2 separate regions of the Drosophila melanogaster genome follow, and region 2 is linked to region 1. A link is a contact called in public Hi-C data. All regions are on one chromosome and are shown on one strand. Each heading gives the region's core, a stretch centred on a gene start, on an enhancer-like site or on the middle of the called end of the contact. The rest is flanking DNA. Distances are from core to core; before and after follow the strand shown. Region 1 holds the start of Rab40 (Rab40,). Region 2 holds the start of HDAC4 (Histone deacetylase 4).

Evidence for each region. Hi-C and Micro-C count contacts between places; a contact is called where the count stands out from the background.
Region 2: a Hi-C map of the Kc167 cell line shows a contact between it and region 1, with 5 times the contacts expected there. The contact joins the promoter of HDAC4 here to the promoter of Rab40 in region 1. A contact is called at or near these places in 4 of 107 Hi-C or Micro-C datasets (the Kc167 cell line and embryo).

What each region holds. Positions count from the first base shown.
Region 1 is chrX:12,461,845-12,464,811 of dm6, reverse strand. Rab40 (Rab40,) reads left to right here and starts at 1,700. Exons shown (of 5, transcript NM_167323.2): 1 at 1,700-1,945; 2 at 2,940-2,967. The coding sequence starts at 2,944. It overlaps CG42258, which reads right to left and starts at 1,284. Exons shown (of 6, transcript NM_132573.3): 1 at 193-1,284. The coding sequence starts at 713.
Region 2 is chrX:13,284,128-13,287,000 of dm6, reverse strand. It overlaps HDAC4 (Histone deacetylase 4), which reads left to right and starts at 1,369. Exons shown (of 14, transcript NM_001272578.2): 1 at 1,369-2,109. CG15743 reads right to left here and starts at 1,294. Exons shown (of 2, transcript NM_001298268.1): 1 at 122-1,294; 2 at 1-45. The coding sequence starts at 650.

The DNA of each region.
Region 1 (2,967 bases), core at 451-2,950:
ATTTTCGAAAATATAATGTAAGTTCCTTACTCTGGAGTTAAAATTATGGGAAAACTAAGAGACTTTAAAGATTGAATTATAGCTAATGAAGTAAGGAGAATAAGTACACTAACTAAACTATCACCAAGACAGTTGTATATAATGTATAAATTGAATAGCTTGAATAAGAGTAAGTAATTGTTGGAGATTTACCGTTTGAGGCCGACGCTTTTGGTGCCCAATTTGCTCAGTTTGCCGGGTTTCTTTTGGGGGCGTGGGAATTTATCGCTCAGATCGCTGGATATATCCTCATCATCAGCTGCTGTTGTTGCAGTTGTTATTGTTGTTGTTACCGGTTCTTCTCCTGTCGTCGTTGCTGTTGTTGCTGCTGCTGTCGCCGCATTGTTGTTGTTGCTGCTGCTGGCCTCGTTGTTTTTGCATTTGCTGCTATTCTTATTACTTTTATTATTAGCCATGTTTTTCGCACTGACCACAAGCGAACCATTATTGTTGTTGTTCACATTGTTGTTGTTTTGCTGCGTTGTTGTTGTGTGCACCAGTGGCAGCGACGTTGGCGGCGCAGCAGCAGCGACGCCGGCAGAGAATGCCGACGCAGGCAGCGGCGCAACAACAATCTCCTCGCTTAGCAAAAGCGTTCGCTCATCACAGTCGGCAGCGCCGCCGGCGGCGACGTCAACGTCGGCAGAGACGCCAGCAGAGCCGTTGGACAGCATTGCGGTTGCAGCAAAACGATTCGATTTCGATTTCGCGGCTAACGGTGCATTTCGAGGGGGCGGCGTGGTGGGCGGGGCCAGGGCCAGCATAGGTATATCTTTATATATATATATAGCTGCGCCACACACACACACAAACACTTAGTTAAATCGCAATTTGTGTGTGCAAAATAATGACAACCCAAAAAAAAAGCCAAACAAAATCAGCACTTGCACAAAGGCACACAAATATATATTTCTATATTTTTTTTAGCACAGTTAACGCGCACCTCTGTAAACAGTAATAACAAAAAAAAAAACAAGCAGCAACAGCTACCGCAACTGCGACGTCGACGGAGGCAGCGGCTGCGGCAGAGGCGTCGGTGACCTGCACTTTAGTTCCCGACCAGAAACTCGCGTTTATAAATAAATATATGCATGTGCATTTAATAAATCCGTTAGCGCGCGCTCTGTTGCTCTTGTCCTGCGAATTCGGATCTCGGATTTTTTCGGATCGGAGCGATACAGTCGGAACAATCGTGTGTGTATATTTGGCAGCGCTTCGAATTTCTGTTCTGTTCTGTTCCGTTTTGTTCGAACGCACTGGCGATGACACCCGGCCGATAGCGCGACTGTCCGATAAGCAGCACGCCAATTGCGATATCTAGATAGCTGCCTAGATAGTTTTTGTAAAGGTAAAAATCTAGGAAAAGTGCCAAACTATAAAGTATTTAATTCTTAAATTTCCGAAAATAAATAGTTAATGCATTCAGAATGAAAAATACTTAGTGGTAATAATATAATGTAGCATTTAGCTTAAAGTAAAATTGTTTCAATTTGATATATAAAAAGTTATGCTTAGATTTAGCACATAAATGTTTGCACAAAATAATAAAATAAAAATGTTTAAATTTCGCATATAATTGCAAGAACTACATTTTTAATATCTTGAACAACACTGCTTAGCCCATCCGTCGACTATCGATGGCTTATCGATATGCGCAAACTAGCAGTTCTTCCATCCCTATAGAGATGAGCGAAATTGCAATTTTCTGTTTTAATATTCGCAGCAGAAAAAACAACAAATAAACAGCAATAAATTGGAATATATGGGATATATAGCCGCGATTTAACTTGCTTAAATCGTAAGACTGAAAAAGCGTGTAAAGCCCGCCGAGGTGAAGTCGCCAAAGCGAGGAAACTCGCTCATCTCTATTACAAATACGAAAATGAAACTGCGTGCATTCTAAATGGTAAGTTAAACGTCCAGAAAAAACGGTTAGTGCTGTTCACTAAACAAAATACACAAATAACCGGCTATAATTAATTGTTTTCCAATTGCTGTGAGGAAAAGCAATAAACATTCCTCGGCATTTGCAGCAAAAACAACAATCAAAATAAGCACGCACACTAATACGCAAATGTTTTTCTCTATTTTCGTTTATTTCTCTTTTTGTTTGTAAAACAAAGTGCATAAAACGCAACAATTACACGCTTTAATGGTTTTGTACACTTCGATAAATTGTGAAATACATTTTCATGCAAAACCAAAACACACCCACTTTTTACCTGTGCGAATGTGTGTGTGCATGTGGAAAATCCTTTTACAGTGCGCGAAATGAAAACAAGTGCGAAAATCTATAAATAAGTGCAATGCTTATGTTTATAGTTTTTATTACCATGACTCACATAGAAAATTACTTTGTCTGCAAAAATAGAACGCACAAATATTGCCGGTTCAAAAATACCGGTTAGCCCGGTTAAGAAAATGCAAAAAAAAAAAACAATGTTTAAGAACCACAACCACTTTGGCCACAAAACCCTAGCCCACATTTAATTTCAATTAAAATTACGTAAAAGAAGAAAAAAAATGTCTCATTCAATGAGTAAACCCCTAGCGGTTATATTTTGTTAACTGAGTTATCTAAAAAAAAAAAACAAATTCTAAAATAGAAAAATGAGTGTGTAAGGTAATTTCCGGCATTCATATGGAACACTCTAGAGGAACTATGTATTTAAAAATACTTTGCCCTAGAAAATGTGTTGAGCTGCTTAAAAGTTTGAGGTACACACACCTTTTACAATCCATTTAAATATTCAAAAAACACGTCGTCACGTTTGTGACATCAAGTTCTAGTAATATGTAGAAATACCTTGGAAATTTAACTAGTTGCATTATTATTATTATTATTATTCAAATATATGTATCTATTTAATTACAATATTTAAATTTCTCTACCATGCCAGCCACATGGGAACCATGACCAAGGACTAC
Region 2 (2,873 bases), core at 120-2,619, 820 kb before region 1:
CCACTGCCACGCACACCATGGTGGTCACGTACTCGTATAGCTCCTCTGTGGATTGAAAAATGAAATTTAGCTCCAGAACATGCCATTGTATAATATTAATAACTAAAGAAGCCATCCTCACCGGTGAACTCCTTGGTGGCATCCAACGGATCTACCCAAACAGTGACATCCTGGGCATTTACGGTCACATCCGGTATCTGTGCGGTCTCGTGGAGGACCGTTGGATCTAGATCATAGCCGTGTGCCTGCTTGCAGTGCTCCTTGTCCTCCTCGGAGAAGATTTGTACGCGGGGAAAGATTCGCTGCAGGCCCTGCTTCATCACACAATGTGACCGGCCGTCGGCATCCGTGAAGGGATCATTGACGCCCTCGTCCGTCTTGCCCTTGCTGCGCTCCTTCAGCTGGCGACTCCGGGCCACGTCCAGTACCTCGAGACCGCCACGCTGGGCGGCCTGTATGGCGGCTATTAGCATCTTGCGTAGATTGACGCGGCTGGGATTCTCACTGCGCAGCATGCCGTAGATCGCTGGCCGCTCCTCCTGATGGAAATTGAGGAAGTAGACCAGGACAAAGGTCAGCAGGATGGCCACAATGGTGGCCGGCAGCCGGTTGATGCGAATGGAGCGTCCGTTCATCTTGTCTTCGCTCATCTATTATATGCTAGACTATATACTATATTCTATTCTATTCTATCTATGCGTGTATCAGTGTGCTGTCGTATTTGCCAGATCACCACATTGAGATCAACCCAGATGCTGTCTTGAAAAAACCCTCGCAAGAACTGAAACGAAAAACACTTGATGATGGCGCGTCGGTGGGTGTGGACGGCGGGGGCGGGGGCACAGGTGTTTCTTTCTGCTCTTTGTGGCGAGGGGGGAGCACAGGTGAGCTATGCTCGGTGCCGATCTATTCAATTTCACGTCCACGTTGCGCGTTTTTTCCCCCAAAAACAGCCCCAAACAAAACCAAACAATAACAAACTAGAGCTGGCATTAAATCGATAGGCGCCATCGATACATTCGGAACAGCGAATTTATGTTAAGATCAATAATTGTGAAGATCAGCGGTATTAAATTATTTAGTTCACTTAATGTACTAACATTAAACTTAGGATTCGAATATGTTGACCACAACGTCGTCGAAAATATCGATACTTAGCTATCATTGATACTATTTACGAAACGATATTACCAAGTAATATATAGTTTATACCGTCCATTTTCGATACACTCAATTATATTAGAAATTTGATTTTGTGCTTTTATTTAGGTTCACTGATATAATAAAATCAACAAGCTGCAATATTAATCGATGTTCCAAGAGACTTATCGATTTTCCAATTCTACGACCGTATCGATAGTATCGAACAGATATCGATGTGGTTCCAGCTCTAATAGTCGTGGATTTCGGAACATTAATTTGTATTTTTTGCGTCGCGTCGCCCCAGAAAGTCCAATCCAACAGCAAATCGCGCGTTTTCCAAAGAACAACAACCCCGAAAAATTCGAAAATAATAATTTTCTTGTTTTTTTTTTCTGTTTTCCTGCGGCAAAAATTCCAATTTTTTTCGTAACATCTAAACAACAACAACAAAAAAAGTGCGTGCGCGTGCAGAAGCGAAAAAAACCGAATAAATTGTGGGCGAATCAACAAGCAAAAGAGAATGAGCGATGATGAGGAGAAGAGGCAAAAAAAGCAGAGGCAGTTGTCGTAGTACTAGTACCAAAAAGAAACTGCGAAAACTGCTAAAGTGACAAAAACAACAACAGCAAGTAACGAAAGAGAAAAGCAAAAGAAGGTAAAAAGAATGAAGGCGAATAAAAAATAAGCGCAAAAATATACGTCTACAAAAAAGCAGCAGCAACAACTACACAAAAATTAACTTAAAAAAGTCGTGAATTCATCGTTCAGTATATATATATATATATGTATATATATATATAAATCAACACACACACATACGAAGAGTGAGAGCGAGAGAGCGTGCGTTATTTATTTTATATTTTCGTTAATCATTTTTCGCATTTTGTGAAACAAGTTGGAAAAGCGACAATACAAAATACAGCAACAACAATAGCAGCAGTAAGCAGTTTGCACCACTTGGAAGAGGTATTTATGTTTGTTTGTTTGTCTTTGCCCCGTGTATTCTTATTAGCAGTCGTTGAGAGAGGGAGGAGGCACAGCATGTTCTTATTAGATCAGCCAGACTTCTTTTTCGTCTGTCTTGCTCCTCACTCGATTCGCCGTTATTTATGTAACAAGTGTGTGCGTGCTAAATGAAGTGCTCGCGCTCTCTTCTTCCCCCCTCTCTTCATACGGTTTCTGTTGCTCTCTCTCTCGCTCGCACTCTTTGCATTTGATGATTTGATTTTGTTCACTTAGTAAAGTTGCTGTAATGTGGCTGCCACCCAAAAAAAAAAATAAAAAAAAAACAAGAACAAAATAATGAAAATGAAGCAAAAATAAATAATAAAAGCTCCACCGCAAAGCGCATTGAACTGGTTTATGTTGTGCTCGCTTCTTCTGCTCTCCTCATTCTTCCTTTACTCTATGTTTCTTCTCCTACTTCTGCTTCTTCTCTCTTCTTGGTTATCAACATGATGCCAGAAAAAAATATATAAAACAGTAACAAGAACAACAACAACCACAAAAGCAACGGCCACAGAATGGAATTTGCGGATCTTTTGTTGTTGTTTCGTTTGCTTTGAGCCGAACTTCTCATTCTTCTTCGGGATCTCCCTTCGCCTGCCCCTCTTAAGTATTTGTTCTCCTTTTTATTCATTTACCCAACTACAGTGAGCACCCATTAATCGAAGTCTTTGTTTATCCCTTATTTTGATTATCAAATTTGTAGGCAAATTAATTGTTTGTAT